4 separate regions of the Mus musculus genome follow, and all the other regions are linked to region 2. The links are chromatin contacts, called in public HiChIP or PLAC-seq and promoter capture Hi-C maps. All regions are on one chromosome and are shown on one strand. Each heading gives the region's core, a stretch centred on a gene start, on an enhancer-like site or on the middle of the called end of the contact. The rest is flanking DNA. Distances are from core to core; before and after follow the strand shown.

Region 1 (3,963 bases), core at 946-3,445, 1.8 Mb after region 2:
CAACCCCGTCTGCCCTCCTCCCCAAGCTTCCGGTGCCCCTCTGCTTTCCTGACGACACATCATGACTCCGCATTTTCTCCAGGCGACTGTATGCTCGAGAACTGAGGTCATGCCCTGTTTCTCTGAGTCCACAGTGCCTGATAAAATAATAAATGCTTGGCGACACTGTGTCATTAGCAACCTGAACCGGACTGTGAGCTGCTTCACATTAGATTCTGAACACTCACTTGGGAAGCAGCTGCTTGGAACTAAGATGAGAGAGCACTGTGTGCTCCAGCATTTAGATAAAGCAGATCACCAGCATCATTCCAGGGAATCGGTACATCCTAGCATCCTTTGTAAGTGTCGTACAAGGAGCGTGTCTCCTGCCCATATGCATGTAAAGTATAGAAAAATGGCCGGAACAAAGTGCTGCTTCATAAAGCAGGCCCAAATTTAAGTTTCAGCTCGTTGGTTAAGATCCTGCCTTGTGGGTGTGAGAACCCCAGTTCAGGTCCCCAGAAAGAAGAAAAAGGAGTCAGAGAAAGAGCTCAAAGGCAAAGAACACTTAGTGTTCTTACTGAAGATGTGGGTTTGGTTCCCAGCACCCATACCAGGTGCTCACAACCATCTGCAACTCCAGTGCCAGGGGATGGGATGCCTATTTCCTTGGGCAGCTGAAAGCACACGGTGCACACAGACAAGCAGGCACGCACGCGCACACACATAAATAAAAATGAAAACCGTAAAACGGCACAATAGACACCGTCATTCTGGCAAGGTAGGAACAGAGACCGCCTGATGTAGTATCTAGGCCAATGAAAGCCAGGGCAGGGAGTTAACTTGCCTTATATTTCCACCACGCCCGGCATAAAGTATTTTTTTAAAAACCCAAAAAACAGCCGGGCGTGGTGTCATACGCCTTTAATCCCGGCACTCGGGAGGCAGAGGCAGGCAGATTTCTGAGTTCGAGGCCAGCCTGGTCTACAGAGTGAGTTCCAGGACAGCCACAGCTACACAGAGAAACCCTGTCTCGAAAAACCAAAATAAATAAATACCCCCCCCAAAAAAACAAACAAAAACTAGTTAAGAGGGCTAGAGAGATGGCTCGGTGGTTAAGAGCACTGACTGCTTTTCCAGAGGTTCTGTGTTCAATTCCCAGTAACTACATAGTGGTTTACAACCATCTGTAATGGGATCTGATGCCCTCTTCTGGTGTATCTGAAGACAGCTACAGTGTACTCATATACATAAAATAAATAAATCTTAAAAAACAACAAAAAGCAAACAAACAAACAAAAAAAAAAAACCACCTAGTAAGAGTAGGTGCCTCACAGAAATCGATTTAGAACACATCTCCAACTCCCTCGTGATAAGTGAGAAGAAACTGAAGCGATGGCCACAGGAGCTATCCACCCTTCACGCGGGTACTGTCCTATCCCTCCGAAGACCTCCCCTTCCCCATCATAAGCGCTCTTCTAGGTCCTCTGCCTTCCTGTCCTTCCCTGGGGCTCCCTGACCTGGAATGCAGGGAAGGACCCTGCGCCAGACACCCTACCAACCTTCCCTCATCAGCTATGCATCCCACGTGGGGCGAGCCCCTATCTCACCATCTCGGCAGAAGCCAGGGTTCAGTGTTTTATTTCCCTTTGGGACCTATAAAGGATGTGGGGGAGGCCGTGTAACCAATGATCACAGCCAGAGACCTACAGCCCAATGGCATCGGCTTGGGTCCCAGCTCTGCCACTCTGGCCTGGGTAACTTGGGGAGTAACTTGGCTTATATTTCTACCTGTTTATAAAGTATCTTTTTAAACCCCCAAAAAACAGCCAGGCGTGGTGGCGCACGCCTTTAATCCCAGCACTCGGGAGGCAGAGGCAGGCAGATTTCTGAGTGAGCAAGTTTCCTAACTTCTTGGAGCGTCGGTTTCTTCACCTGTAAAATGGGGGTTACTTGAAACCATCGCGGGAGATGCTTACACGGGTCTGGGGCGGCGAGAGGTCGGGCGGGCGAGCTTGTGGAGCCACCAACGCCCTTGAGAACCTGCGGCTGAGGCAGGGCGGCCCGTTGGCGACCTGTGCCCCTCTCCGCTCCGGCCCAGCAGCCGACTCCTCGGAAGCTCCGGGAGGGCAGTGCCGGGCTGCTCGAGAGCAAGGAGGAGCGCGCTGCCGGGGCAGCGTGGACAGGCGCTGCTCGGCCGTACCTGACACACCCTCGCCGCTCCTGCCCTCCGCGCCTCCGGTCCCCCTCCTCCTTGCTCTCGAGCAGCCCGGCACGCGAGGGGGGTGGGGGGCGGTCCACGCGCGCGGGAGGAGGAGGAGGATGGCGAGCGGAGGGCGCGCGCCCCCTGCCGGCCAGGGAAGAGATAAGCGATGGGCCGCGCCAACAGAGCTAGCCTGAAGAGGGAGAGGAGGAGAGTATTGGGATGGAGATGGGAGTGAGGGTGGGGTGGGGGTGGGGGGGGTGAGGATGAGGATGGGAGTGGGCGAGGATGGGGATGGGTGTGGGAGAGGATGGGGGTTGGGAGCAGCTTGCTTTTCCGTGGATCTCATACACTTGTTTGTTTTCTTTGACTTTTTAAAAATGTGTAGGTAGCCCACAGGTGTCATGGTTAATGTCGAGGTCATATGGAGGTCAGAGGACAACTCAAGCCAGCCGGTAGTGGCACATCCAGGCCTTTAATCCCAGTACTAGAGGGAGGCAGAGGCAGGTGGGTCTCTGTAAATTCAAGCCAGCCTGGTCTACAGAGAGAAACCCTGTCTTGTAAAAACAAAACAGAAAACTCAGGGATCAGTTTTCTCCTTCCATCATGTGGGTCCTGGGGATCAAACTAAAACTCATCTCCTGAGGTTTGATGGCAAGCACCTTTATACTGAGCCGTGCCTCTGGATGCTTTTTACTAATATGTTTGTGGTTTTTGAGGTAGGGTCTTGTGTCTAACCAGGGCTCACCTGGAAACTTGCTAAACTGTTTGGTAACCGAGTTTTGCTTTAGTTCTTTAGTTTGGTTCTAAAGAACTTGGGACCACTCTGCTCCCACAGCCTTATCTGGCAATGGGTAGTGGGGTAATTTGCCATCCTGCCATGCTGCTTTTGAAAAATAAGCTGCCTTTTTTTTTAAGGTTTTATTTATTGAGACAGAGTTTATGTAGTGCCCAGGCTGACCTTAAATTAAGGAGCCTCTGTTTTTTGCCCCGTGTGTGCTATATGACATACACACACACACACACACACACACACACACACACACACATATATATATATATGTATACATATATATATATACAGATAGGCATGCACTGCTATGTTTACTCTTGATTTTATTCTTCCTTCCCCTGTGTGTGTATGTATGTGTGTGTGGGGTTACACATGTGTGCCTGAACACATGGGCAGATAGCATCTCGAACCTGTAAGAGTTTTCCTTGCATTGCTGAAACCCACCTACGTATCTAGTAAGGTCTTGATTTATGATTATCTAATCATAACCATGAGACTACAAAAATTCACATAGCAGCTTTTGCACTGGACCACGTTATTCCAGGCTAGCTGCGGTCTCTGGTCATAGTCAGTCATAGTGTCTCGTGCCCTTTGAGATGACAGTCGTGTTTTTGCGTTGACCACTAAGAACATTCTAGTCTCCCCTCTGACCTCTGACTCCTATGCCCACGCCTTGATCTGGGACTATAAACTTCACCAAAATATCACCTTTGTGCTTTTGTCTTTGATGTTGTCCAAATGCCTGCCACAGTGCCGGGGAGATTATAGTAATTAGGTATTGAAGGAAATGCTGGGTTTTAGTAACAGTAATAGAATGGCCCACACGATAATGCTGCTGGACTGCAGGTGCCTATTTCACTGTGTAAAATGTTGAAACTTAATTTTTGGTTTTGATTCTCTGTCTCTCTCTCTCTTTCTCTCTGCTTGTGTGTGTGTGCCTGTGCGTGCACGCACGCACCCGCACTCGCATGCATGTTCCCATGTGCTT
Region 2 (4,511 bases), core at 994-3,493:
ATGGTCTCAGTAACACACTCTGTAAGTGCTTCAGATAATTTATTTCCTCAAATCTGCAATACAACTATGTCAGGTAGGTGCTATTCTTGTTTACAATAAGAAGCCAGGGATCAGAGAGATGGCCCCACAGGTTTACAGCAGTGCAGGGGCTCCCCTCAAAAGCCAGGCAGCAGGCTGGACCCCTGAAGCCCATGCATGTTACCGTCGGGACGGCTGGAGGAAACCAGTGTCCTGCTAATCATTCTTTCCATCCCTCTCTGCCAAATTGCTCTGTCTATCATCACACGGACACTTTCACGTGTGGAAGCAAGATGACCTTACCCTGGGACAGCTGTTCAAGCACTATACCGTGAAGGACATCGCTGAAAGAGATCATTCAACAAAACAGCATTCGATCACCCCACGGTAGTGACCAAAGTCCTCTATCAGAGGGCCATTCCCTATGTTTTTCGAAATCCCTCCTTAAAACTCAGGTATTACCCAAAGGACTAACTGCTTACAGCTAGCAAGTCAAAAACATTTGGCAGTAGATTGTTCAGGTTATCCAACAAGGGCCCTGGGGAATGAAATCCACCAAGTTAAGGCTAGGATTGGGGGGGGGGGGATTAAAGAGGTGGCAAGAAGCGTTTAGTGGGTACTCTCCTTCCAAGACTTTACCAAAGTCAGGCATAAGGCACTTATAGGATAGGGGGTTAAAGGCAAGACTGAGCTCTGACGGAAAAAATTTGCAGATGCCAGACAATTTCCATCCTCGATCAAACCGTGCTTTAGCACCAGGCTAGAGTAAGGCAAAAAACACAGCACGGAGAGAACAGTACTGGTCCTCATCGAGTCTTTGCCCGCCTCGGAGAGCTAGACAAAAGCCAACAAGCCAGCCACTGTCTAAAAGGCAGATGCCCGTGCTCCACGTGTCATTACAGCATTGGGAAGGATTTCTAAGCACTTTTTATCCTGGAAAGCGTTGCCCCCGCCCCCCCCCCATCCCTGATGCCTAGTTTAACACCTGTGCTGCACACCCGGGGGGTAAGGCGCCCTTCAGCCCTGGGTCACTTCAAGTGGAGCAATGTATGAAATCCATGGGGGTAGGAAAAAGGCAGAGTAGACGGGGCGGGGTGGAGGTGGAGGTGGGATGGGGACTCCTAGCCCAGGAACCAGTGTAAGAACTGGTTGAAATTATCAGTTGGGAGGTAGGTTAACTAAGAGCTGAGAGCTGAACACCACCTTGTGCTGAGCAGCCCACTAAGGACAAAGACAAGTTGCCTGGTTTCTTTACCGTTAAGGTACCAAGACAACGATGAAAGAGGGAGGTTCCATTCTCACTGGAACCACTCAAGTGTTTCTACTCTGCTTGTAACGGTAGTTTAACAAACCCTTCTTTGTTGACTGGATTCTTGTGTTTAAACACATGATTTGGGCTTCTTGTGGTTGGGGGAGGACAGAACCTACAGTCCTGTAAAGTGCTCTACCACAGAACTACAGTCCCAGTCTAATAAACGCATTTTAGAAGTAAACATTGCGAAATCGCTCATTTAATGGAAGTTTTTCCTCTTGTACTAACGTAAACACATAACTGTGTCATCCACGTGCCACCGAATCTCGTTGCTATGTTTTGTGGCGCCACCCAAAGCAAGGCAAAGCAAGGGTCTGAGAAGGCAAGGGTCTGACCCAGATGTGACCTGAGCTGGCCTCCTGGACAGTCAAGTCCAACGGAAGTCCCAGGAGTCCTGCCCGCTCGCCCACGTTCTCTGCTCGCCCCTCCCTCTAGCAGCACCACGTTTCCTGTCAAAACAAACGTTTGGGGGAGGGGACTGCCGGGACAGAACCCAGCTCTCGAGAAACCCAGCAACAAGACCCAAACATAGGGCCGAGGCCCAGCCGGGCCCCACCGCGGCTCAGTCCCACTCCTCCAGGGACGAGGGATTGGGGACCTGACCGCACGGGGAGCCCAGAGCGTCTCGCGCCGTTGAGCACAGTCGCTGGCACGCACCCAAAGGGATGTCATCACGACCAAGCGGCCCCGGCAGAGCCTGGGCCACCACTGCCACCGTGCCCCACTTCAAGCCTTGACTCCGAGGTCAAATGTCCCGAACTCGGAGGGCACAAGGAGCCCTCCCGCTGCCATAAGGAGACGCGGTCCCCTCAGATCCCACGGCCCCTCCCCTGGGATGGGTACGCACCCCCGGATCCCGCGTAGAGACTCGAGGAAAGCTAGGTGGCGGGGGTCGCGGGGCTCTGCGTATCCCCCCTCAACCAGCGTCGCAGACAAGGGGAGACTCAGCAGTCTGTCAACTCTGGAGCCCCCCCGCAGCCCCACGCGGTATTTAAAGGGCCCAGAGGTACTCCCTGGGCGCGACCATTCGGGAAGGAACTGGAGGGGGACTATAGCACCGCGGCGCCAGAATCCAGGGCAGGGTTCTGGCGAAGATCCCTAAATTCTTGAAGAGTCTGTCTACAAAAACCATAGCTTTCTCACGTTTCTATCGTGAAGGCTGAAGAAGGCTCAGACAGAAAGCCATTTGCACACGAGAAATGTGTGCTCCCTATATTCAGTGGTGGTACGGTCCGGACCGCCAGGGGCGGGGAGAGGAGTGAACACGGAATTGGGGCAGCCTACGGCCGGGAGCGCCTGGGCTGCTGTAGGGCCTAAAGCGTTCGGAGGCGGGGCCTGGCTGTGTAAGGGCGGGGCCTAAGTGCAGCGGGTGACGCCCCCAATCCTGTTTCTTTCAGTTTACCAGGTAGGATGAAATGGACTAACTCCAACCGAACGGACAGACTTCTGGTGTCCGCTCGCGGCAGTAATATAAAAACACTACATGCCCACCTTCACAATGGCCACACACACCGGGCCAAGCGAGTCAACAACATTCCAAACAGGCTGTCCCACGCACATCAGCGTCCAACCGCGTCATCCACACGTGTCAACATGTTCTTGTAAACACGGGTCCTGATTTGCCCCTTGAATTGGACGATTGGTTTCTGGGAGCCACACCTACCTAAGCTCTCCGAAGGCTTCGCCTGTGCACAAAGATAAAGTGTCTTACTTCTTCTAAGGGTTCTTTGGCGGCGCTTATCTTGGGGAGAGTTTTCAACCAGGCTTAATGTAAATAAGTGCTGGGAGGGGCTCTTGTGTGGTCAGGCTTACTAAGCATAACTTCTCGTGAGCTTGCTTCTGGGCATAAAGAAACAGAACCACTATTTTGCCAGGTACAAGTTGGTATTACTTGTGGGTAGCGTCATACAAAAAAAATAAATGAACTTTATATAAGCTGAAATATTCCTGTTTAGGACTAAAATCATATCGGATTGTGGAGGCAAATTGTCTACTATCATTCTAGAAAGAAGAAAACCAAAAGCAGACAATAGTTTAAAGCAAGATAGAAATACAATTGTACAGCATGGACTGGTCTGAGGTTATAACCAAGTCCCTAACATTTGCCTACCCAAGAGATCTTCTTGTTCAGTGGGATAAGAATGGAACTAAAGCACTCTTAGAAGCTCACTGTTAGCTACTGAACCTAGTTGGCAAGTTATTCTGAACAAGAAAACCTACCTAGAGATTTGTATCCATTTGTATCTGTCACTCTAGAAATTACACAACCTAAAGTGGAGCCACGGCTGCTAAGAATCCTTGCTGCTCTATCATGAGGACCACAGGCAATTTCAGATCTCATCATCCACACTGGACGGCTCTCAAACACTGTAGAACACTCTAGTTCTAAAGGATGCAGTGCTGTCTTCTGGACTCCTCCACACACAAGCACACACAGCCATAGCGCATGTACACTCTCCCACAAAGAGGGACATTCACCTCAATGGTAAAAGAAATCTTAAAAAGGCAGTAAAATATACAACCTGCTACAGATCAAGAGATTAAAGAGAAAGTGCTGCTGTCACCCAGGCTCTTTCCCATAAACCCACTGTTATTTATAATATCACTTGCTGGAATAAACAGATGTCAGAAGCCCCCAGTCTCAAGGCTTGCCAAACAACCGCCGCCACCCAACTGCTCTACAAACCTCCACAGCAAAAAGATTAACCAAAAATATTTCTAAATTCCTGGTGGCCATGTAACAATGACACATGAAAACAGTGTGTGCTTTGCAAAGCTTCCTACTAACCTGCTAAGTGTTGTGCTGTGTCATTAACTAGGAGCAGGTGAGCATAAATCAGCACAGTTGTCCAGTCACCCTGGGTGACTAACCCATTTTGACACTTCTTTTGAAAAGTTTAACTATGTAACTCTCGAAAACACAAAGGAGCCATTTCCCTCAGAGCAGATGAGTCCATTTGCAGCTTGTTGAGTGAGATTCTCCAAGTGGAATGGAATAGGGTAGAGAGCCAAGCTAGGAAGACAGAAGATACAGGAAACAAGTCTTCTTCTATTGCTTTCATTTAAATAACTTCTTATTCAAAAGCCCACTGTAGAATTTCTGCTCTCTGCCTGAGTTGTGCTGTTAAATAGAAGGCAGTTCTCTCACCCCCCTCTCAAAAAAAGCTTTGTATCACATCCT
Region 3 (4,462 bases), core at 1,380-3,879, 1.4 Mb before region 2:
GGCGGGTTTCTGAGTTCGAGGCCAGCCTGGTCTACAAAGTGAGTTCCAGGACAGTCAGGGCTACACAGAGAAACCCTGACTCGAAAAACCAAAAAAAAAAAAAAAAAAAAAGAAAAAAAAGAAAGAAATCAGTTTACCGTCAGATGTCAACAAGCATCTAGTGGTTTTACAGAATTCATAACTGTTTTGGTGAGGTAGAAGGAATGACCATAGTTAAATATTCAACACGCTAGAAAGCTTTCAAAGACAAATGGCTCGGACATGTAGCAAGTTCAACCCAACCCCATCGTCCATAGCTCTCTCCATTCAGCTCAAATGCCAAAAGGCACCGTGCATATTTGCTTTCCATTTGTCAAGTCAGTGTCAAACACCAAAAGGCACTAAGCATACTTGCTTTTTTATTTTTTCCAAGCAAAGGTTAGACGGGATGAGAACTGTACAGGGGAACACATAGACAAAAGGGCAAGAGAAACAGTGGGCAGAAACCGGGAGAGAAGATGGCCATTCAGAGCTCCTCCAAAAAGATCATTAACTTCGCGGCACTTTATTAGCTGCTAAAGTTTCCGATCTACCTCTTGCGGACGAAGCAAGATAGGTCAAGCATTGTCCTTTTTAGCACAGCGACGTTCAGGTCCAGCAGATGCTCCACAAATGTCTTATGGAGTGTCCTACCCTCAGTGAGGTGTTGAGATTTCCAGTGCATTTCCCAATTGGAAGGAATGAGTGAGAATGTTCCTCTCGCGTGAAGGACTGTCTCGTGTGTGTGTGTGTGTGTGTGTGTGTGTGTGTGTGTTTCTTCTCTGGCTAAGGTTTCTTAAAGTCCTTTGTGTTTTTAAAATCACCGCATAGATTTGAGATGGCCCTTCTGTGCTTCAAAAATACGAGAATTGAGTTTCCTTAAGCATTTTTAAGCTGCAAACTCGGAACCAATGAAGGTGAAAGGGGACAAAAAAAAAAAAAAAAAAAAAAAACCAAACTCTCTAAACATTCAATTACCTTTCTTTCCTAGATCCAGAAGCACTTAGTTGTTTTCTGGTTTTTGGTTTTGTTTTAAAGATCTAGGCCCGGAGAAGCAACCATGAAAGCCCAGTGGGCTAGGATGCTGCTAGCTACGCTCCTCAGACTCGCTGCAGGGCGAGGCTCCGGAGGATGCTTTGGACTCGCCATCGCTGTTGCAGTCCGGCCGGTGGCGCTCCAGCAGCTCCTGCAGTTGCTTGATGTAGCTGATGGCGGCGCGCAGCGTCTCCACCTTGCTGAGCCGCTGGCCCGCCAGCTCGCGCGGCAGGTGCTGGCGGAGGCGCGCGTAGCCCTCGTTCACACAGCGCACGCGCTGCCGCTCGCGCTCGTTGCGTTGGCGCAAAAAGGCGGGCTCGGCGACGCCCCCAAGCGGCAGGGACGAGTACGGCCGTCTCCGCGCGCAGTCCGCGGCATCCTGGCGCACCGAGACCCTGCAGGGCTCCCTCCCGGGCAGCGCGCCCAGCGGCGCTGTACGTAGCGCGGACGGCAGGGCAAGCAGTCCGGCCGATCTGCGTTTTTCCATTCTCTGCGAAAAAGCACGCAGATGACTCTCTCACCTTGAAGACGAGACTGGAAGCTGTCGTAGCGGAGATTCTGGTCCATCCAGACTTCCCGGTCTGTCTCTGGAGAAGTTTCTAGGTCCAGAAGTTAGGTACCTGAGCACACTTGGAGTGAACTTTGCATGATTTCCGAAGCAGGTTGCTCTTCTTGGGTCTTTATAAAGCTTCAGAGAAGAAGGGGCAAAGATAGAGGGCTCGCCTCATCAACGCTTGTATCCATGTGCTTCCTCTGATCTTAGTTTAAGAGTTAACATAGGGTTCCCAGCCTGGATAGACGGTCGCACTCTAAGCAGATTGATCTTTCAAAGCTGCCCAATTGTTGTAATTCACTCCTTGGGTCAGCAAGTGTGGCTATCCGGGAGCCCGAACTTGTTCAGGAATTGAGCAGAGAGCCTCCCCAGGCACTGGCTGATCGGCTGGCCAACAGAGCGAAAGTTTACTCCGGCGTTCTCCTTGAAAATCCAAACTTGACTGCCCTTTGTGGTTTCCGGCGTTCAGGTCTGATGGAAAGAGCTTTCAGAGTGTTTGCAAACATACCTCTCTGCTCTTTCATTTCTGGGGAGGTGGAGAAGAAGCGCTCATCAAAGGGAAGACTGCTCTCTTGTGGTTAGACGATGTGTCAAGTCCTCCTTGGACCTCCGGGGAAGCCCGAGGTTTTCTTCTGCGAAATAGAATCTTTAAAAACCAAATTAGACACTTTTCAAAGGAATCAAGAACAAAATATATGTACTTTAGCATCGAATGTAAGGATCCGCACATTGTGTTCTAAGGTATGTTTAACGCGGGGCCCTTTGTGCTTCTGCTGCTCTGTAAAAACACATCAAAAGCCCGAACAGTAACAAACACTTTTAGCCAGTTATTTCTCGGAGTGCTTACTGTAAACACACCTTTAGTCCTGCCTCCCAACCTCTTCTAATCCCACTCAGGATATAACAATATCTTCCCATAGCACGAAGTATTTTCCTATTGTACTCATCATTAAGTTTATTTCCTCCCCAGAGGACTGGAAAACAACATTTGAAAAGAAGAGAGCCCCAATCCCAAGGAGAAAGGATTTGGCTTTGAAGGCTTGTCTTTTTAACACTCAGGGCCCCGCCCCCCCCTCCCCCCCCCCCCCCCCCGCACCACCACCACACACACAAATGAATAATTAATCCATCTGTGCTGGTAAAGGGCTTTGAAGATGAAAGTGTCATTAAAAATCCAACTATACTGGTTAATGTCAAAGAGTGTTATCGCATGGAAAAATCAGATTTCCTGCAAACCAACACATTAAAGGCATCTTCTACTTGAAAAGTCCAACTTAAAAACGAGAGGCAAAACCCCCTGAATTTACAACCAGACTTGACTCTTTTCTGGAAGCTAGGGTGTTGCCCTAACATGTTGGGTTTTTTTTTTCTTTTTTCTTTTTTTTAAAGGAGCCCTCTGCTTCTATATTTACTAAAGTTTACAGTCTAACTGATCAGCCTGAAGCAATTGGAAATTTGCATCGAGGCAAATGAAATAGAAATAATTATTCCTTTTCGGTATCAGTTGTCCCATGTTAGATGTAGCTCCCTATGGGCTTATACTGGCAAACAACTCCCTGTGGCACCATGAGTTCTTACGTCATCACTTTTGCACTAGTTGAGAAAGCATTCCTATTCGCCAGGGTAGACTCCCAGACCATGAGTTCCTTCATAGGGCCAGGTCAAAGATTTTGAACTTCCTTGCTAAGAGTGACAAGAGAAAATGAGATAATTGAAAACGAACATGACATAGATCTGTTTTTATTTCCCAGATTGACAACAAATAAAAAAGCCTGCAAGTGGGGGTTGGGGGAAGAGGAAAAAAAAAAAAGAAAAAGCTTGCAAGTCAGGTGTGGGGGTGCACACCCTTTTATTCTAGCCCTGGAGAGACAGAGGCAGGCCAGCCTGGTTAACATAACAAGTTCTAAGCCAGTCAGGATTGTTTTTTATATTAAAATAAAATAAAATAAAATAAAATAAAATAAAATAAAAGCAGATAAAGGCTGACTAACAACTGCCCGTGTTGAGGACTTGTAGGAGGGTGGAAGCATAAATCACTCAAGTGTTTGGGGAAGGAATGATTATAATTCACAGCATATTTATTATGCCACCGCCTTTGATCCACAGAAAGAAATGCATCACTACAGGTTTATACGTAACTACAGACACACACCAAGCACAGCATTTGTAGTGAGTTAAAAAGGAGACCAGGGGTGTGCCTGGGGCTGCTTACCTATACAATCCCAGCTCTGTTGGGCTGCTTACCTATACAATCCCAGCTCTGTTGGGCTGCTTACCTATACAATCCCAGCTCTGTTGGGAGCCTTGGCAGGATGGCTGCAAGTTCAAGGCCTGCATAATGCTACCTGTAGATGTGCATTCCGGGCTGACCATGAGGTGTTGGATAACCAGTTGGTGTGCTTTTCTCTGGGGGAAGATTATGTCTCATCCTTAGTAGCCTGTAGTTCCCTGGGGAGGGCTGGGGCTTCAGGGGCTTTCCCTGTCCACAGTAGTGTGTCTATTGCTGTTGCTTTCCCCTATAGACACAGTAGTGTGTCTATTGCTGTTGCTTTCCCCTATAGACACAGTAGTGTGTCTATTGCTGTTGCTTTCCCCTATAGACACAGTAGTGTGTCTATTGCTGTTTGCCCTTGTTCTGCTCGTACTTAGACAGCTGTGTTAGCGAGTCTGACTTATGTGTTGAAGAATATATATGTTTATAATATCCATATATGTATGTTTCAACAATTAATAAAAAAAAAGAGACCATAAATTTGAAAAAGTTTGAGGAGGAGGTATATATGGGAAGGTTTGGAGGGAGGGAAGGAAAGGGGGAATTGGTGTGACTATATTATAATCTCAAGAAAAATATAAAAG
Region 4 (4,127 bases), core at 180-2,679, 1.9 Mb after region 2:
AAAACCCAGATCTGGGGCAGGCACTGGTGGCACATGCCTTTAGTCCGAGTAAAGCACTTGGGAGGCCGAGGGGCTCATTGATCTCTGTGAGTTCGAGGCCCGTCTGGACTACAGAGCTAGTCTTAGGACAGCCAGGGCTACACAGAGAAACCTGTATTGAAAAAGGAAAAGAAAACCTGTTCTGCATCATTGTACTCTTAAAAAAAAATCCTGGTGTCACCCCCCATTAAAGAAGTGGAAAACCTGTGATTTAGAAAGACGTGGTAACTTTAATGCTGATTTAGAACAATTGCCAAAGCAAGATTCAAAACAGACCCAATTTCTTCTAAGCCCAGGGTATTTACACTATACCAAATCAAACATCTTCAAAACTTTTTCTGTTGGAGTACTGAGGAGAGTCAAAACTAACAAAATTTCTCCTACCGTTTTTAGCTTTTAGAGGACTACTGTGATCAAGTTGTTTCATCAAAGTTGTAGGTTGTGAACTAAAACGACACCAAATTCAGTATCTAGCCTTAACTAGTTTCCTATGATTGCTAGACTACTTGTAAGTGGAGAAAATATACTTTCAACCAGCACGGAGGTCAAGACCTGCCCCCTTAACAAGTGACACTTCGAGCTGTGCAGCGGTGCCTTAGCTATGACAGCCCCTTGGCGAGGACCAGCCCGGAAGGGCAGAGCACATACACTACAGACATCGGCTAATCAGAGACCAGTCCGCGTTCACCCACAACTCTCTCCGCCGCGAGTTTAGAGAACTGTCTTGCGGGCTTCCGCCCGGTACTAACTGTACCTACGCTGAAGAGGCAGCCAGGAGAACCTCCCCGCCCCTCAACTCTCTAGGTTCTAAGAAGGGGGCTGGGGGAAGGCAAAGACCACCGAGGCCCGCCTTGGGGTGGGTTTTGTTCTTGACACTGGCGGGATCTCCACCCCTTAAGTGACCGGCCCTAGGGTGGAGGCCCAGCCGTGGAACCCGCCGTCTCGGGTCCACGGGGAGGGATGGGCCGGGGTGTCTCGATGTCTACCGGTGGAGTCACGTCCAGCCCGCGGAACCGCGAGCACCGAGCCGCCTTCCAACACGTTGCGAGCTCGGGCTGCCGACCCAGCCGATCTTCCCCCGCCGCCTGCCCGGCTGGGGTAGCGGCGACCCGGCGGTGACAGCTGTCAGGCCCGCGTCCGCCGCTCCTCCCCTCCCCCTCCGCGGTCCCGAGGCGGGGTCGCCGAGCCGCCGCCTACCGGTATTGTAGACGTGCAGCTCGTCCGCGATGCCCTCGTTGCCCCCGCCGAAGATGATCATCAGCTCCCGGATGGCCACGGCTCGGTGTCCGTGCCGGGCGCGAGGCACCGGTCCGGTAAAGGAGGAAACCCGCCTCCAGTTGAGGAGGCTGGGAGCCGCCATCTTCCCAACCCCCGCCCCTCGGCCCACAATGCCCCGCGCGCCACGGGCTCCACGGCTCGTGGGGAGGACGAGCGCCGCCTCCAGCTGTGCGCGGGAGGCCCGGCACGTGACCCGCGGGCCCCGCCCCCCCAGCCCGTGGCGACGTGGCCCTCGGGGCTCCGCCAAGATGGAGCCCCTCCCGCCAACCCTGCCAACCCTCCTCTCTGTGGCTTTCAGTGGGGTGTTCGGGGAGGAGGTTACAGCTTTGTCCTTTAGGTCCACTTGGAGCATCTTCTGTGTAGGAGCGTCACGCCCTGGAAACTGTTATCACAGGCACTGGAGAAGAGCTGCCTGCCGTGTAGGTCCCAAGTGATGAGAGCACAGGGAGCGCCTAAGGCAAATCTGTCATCTCAAAGGAGGGTCTCCCAGACTGCAGGACAAGGACAGTGGACACGGTGGCTAAGTGCAGGGCCTGAGCACGGCTCAGATTTGGAGGTGACAAGCCTACACAGCAAAAGATAACCCCAAAGGTGATTTTCGGTTCATTTAGGTGTATTAGTTGTCTTGTTGCTGTGAAAAAATCCCCTGACAAAAACCTTTGAAGGACAGAAGGGTTTGTTTCCCCTCACTGAGAAGCCCATCATAATGAAGAGGCTTGGCTGGAAGTGGCTGGTGGAATTTCATCTGCAGAGAGCCACGGATGCTGGAACCGGGCTGCCTTATTATTTAGTCCAGGATGGCATCCCAGTTTATTTCTACCTTAATTTATTTCAACCTTACATCTATTCCCACCTTAATTAATCTGATCTAGATAACCTCATAGGCCTGCCCACGGGCTTGTCTCCTAAGTAAGTTTAGATAGTATCAAATCAGCAATATCGACCATCACAGCAGGTCATTATTTTCATGCGGAGGCTTCTTTTTATAGTGTTGTTAATATTCTTAGACAAAAAGACTAAGGGGGAAACCCTTAAAAGTTGCAAACTCAGTGTTAATTTGGAAAGAGTCTATTTTGTAGGCCTGCTATATCAAAGTGCCACAAGCCTTGTGCCTTGAAAGAGTTGAATGGCACTCAGGAGTAAGAGTTTGAGGCCAGCCTGGCCTACATGGTGAATAAACAGCCAGGGCTAAATGGAGAGACCCTGTATCAAAAAAACAAAAACAAAAACAAAAACAAAAACAAAACTGGGTTTGATTTCCAGCACCTACATAGCTGCTTACAATGGTCTGGAACCCTCTGTTCTGGGGGATCTACACCCTCTTCTGGCCACCACAGGTACCAGGTGGGTCTGTAGTTCATAGACATACCTGCTGGCAACGCACCTGTACTCATCAAAGAAAATCTTAAAAAAGAATAAACACATTAGAATTGTCTCACAGTTGGAGAGAAAGTCTGAACAGAACACCAATGTAGGTAACACGTGAAGGAAAGGTTGGACAGGGTAGAGAAGGAGGGTGAGCTGTACCCCTAAGAAACCAGCATTTAAAAGGTTATAACAGAAGGCAAAAGGGAACTGGGGACTTGTTCTATGGGTTTGGCTTTGAAAACCACTTCCACCTTTATGAACCTCCCTTTGCCTGTGGCTTCTTCTAAATATCAGTCCTCGCCAAGTTCCCTTTTGACCTCTTAGCTATTAGTGTTCCATTTCCTTTAGAAGCCACACAGAGTTCATGTAGGAGGAGGAAGTGTTGGATTTGCAAATTAGGAGGTTGCTATTGGCCTAGAGTTAAACACTTTAAGTGGAGGAGGAGAGGCTAGAGAGAGCCAAAGAATGAGTGGGGGAGGAGATGCAGAGAGCATAGTCTATTGTTCTTTGGAGTTGTTGCCATGGAAGCAAGAACCTGTGCCATTCTCAGGCTACACCTCGCACATAGTTGTCATTCAGTAAAATAATTTCTATAATCTTTATATATTACTACTGCTTCCAATCCTATTCCTTAGCTACAGGGCATTGAAGAGCCAGTTGTAGAGCAAGACACCAGTGCCCAAGTGTGGCAGACCTCTGAGAGCTATGGGCAAGGTCTCGGTTGAGGACTCTGGGGAAGACTAGCGGATGAGCTCAATAACAGATGGTCTAATCAGGCACTGTTCTCAAGATGAGAGAGGCAGACGTCTATTTACAGATCAGAGGGCTCTGGCCATGGTTCTTAGCTAAAGCTGTAGCGGGGGCCATGGAGAAAAGCAAGGTGGGGCTCTAGGCCATGTGGGAATCTAACCGTGCTACCAGACCAGTGATTTAGACTCAAGAGCCAAGGAAGAAAACCAGTTACAGCAGGCGGGAGCCAGGGGCCCAGTGCCAGGACTTGGGTGCACAAGCCTTTGTTGCCCTTTATCAGGTAGGAGAAAGAGCCAGAGCACTGAAGCTTAAGCTGACAAGAACATAACCCACAACTGAGGTCCATCAAGCAAGAGGGATTGAGAGATGGCTGTCATTTCTACCTCCTGTGTGGGATCTTGGAGGCCAGCCATGAGAGACAAAGGGAGGAAAAAAAAAAACCCTATCAGCTTGACCCAGTCTAGTGACTCATCAGCTACTACAACATATTTCCTTCCTTCATTGACCTTAGTAGATATTATCTGAAGACAATGTCTCTCCCTCAACCATTAACTGCTAGCAGCTCCTAAGGAAGGGGTGGTCTTCAGGATCCTCTACCCCCCCCATCTGTAAAGGCACACTGCTAGGTCCACTCTTATGCAGGTGTAACTGCAGCTTCTGTGAGTTCAAAGCCCCCCTCCCCCTATCATGAA

What was found. Promoter capture Hi-C pulls out the DNA fragments that hold promoters and counts their contacts. HiChIP or PLAC-seq counts read pairs in DNA pulled down with a chosen protein or histone mark.
Region 1: a promoter capture Hi-C map of pre-B cells shows a contact between it and region 2, with 6 times the contacts expected there. The contact joins the promoter of 1700028I16Rik here to the promoter of Tcp11l2 in region 2. A contact is called at or near these places in 3 of 39 promoter capture datasets (hippocampal neurons, liver and pre-B cells).
Region 3: a promoter capture Hi-C map of liver shows a contact between it and region 2, with 6 times the contacts expected there. The contact joins the promoter of Ascl4 here to the promoter of Tcp11l2 in region 2. A contact is called at or near these places in 3 of 39 promoter capture datasets (liver and pre-B cells) and 1 of 115 datasets of contacts at active chromatin or transcription factors (thymic regulatory T cells).
Region 4: a contact with region 2 is called in an H3K27ac HiChIP or PLAC-seq map of thymic regulatory T cells, with 10 times the contacts expected there. The contact joins the promoter of Hcfc2 here to the promoter of Tcp11l2 in region 2. A contact is called at or near these places in 4 of 39 promoter capture datasets (hippocampal neurons, liver and pre-B cells), 1 of 484 Hi-C or Micro-C datasets (CD4 T cells), 2 of 115 datasets of contacts at active chromatin or transcription factors (pancreatic cancer cells and thymic regulatory T cells) and 1 of 9 other capture datasets (adipose tissue).

The regions. Positions count from the first base shown.
Region 1 is chr10:82,810,355-82,814,317 of GRCm38.p6, reverse strand. It overlaps 1700028I16Rik (RIKEN cDNA 1700028I16 gene), which reads right to left and starts at 2,195. Exons shown (of 3, transcript NR_038042.1): 1 at 1,959-2,195.
Region 2 is chr10:84,574,679-84,579,189 of GRCm38.p6, reverse strand. Tcp11l2 (t-complex 11 (mouse) like 2) reads right to left here and starts at 2,243. Exons shown (of 10, transcript NM_146008.2): 1 at 2,178-2,243. It overlaps Gm34515 (a long non-coding RNA gene), which reads right to left. Exons shown (of 3, transcript XR_380644.2): 3 at 4,122-4,343.
Region 3 is chr10:85,925,569-85,930,030 of GRCm38.p6, reverse strand. It overlaps Ascl4 (achaete-scute family bHLH transcription factor 4), which reads right to left and starts at 2,629. Exons shown (of 1, transcript NM_001163614.2): 1 at 382-2,629. The coding sequence starts at 1,540. The coding sequence ends at 1,106.
Region 4 is chr10:82,696,416-82,700,542 of GRCm38.p6, reverse strand. Hcfc2 (host cell factor C2) reads right to left here and starts at 1,429. Exons shown (of 14, transcript NM_001368720.1): 1 at 1,237-1,429. The coding sequence starts at 1,399.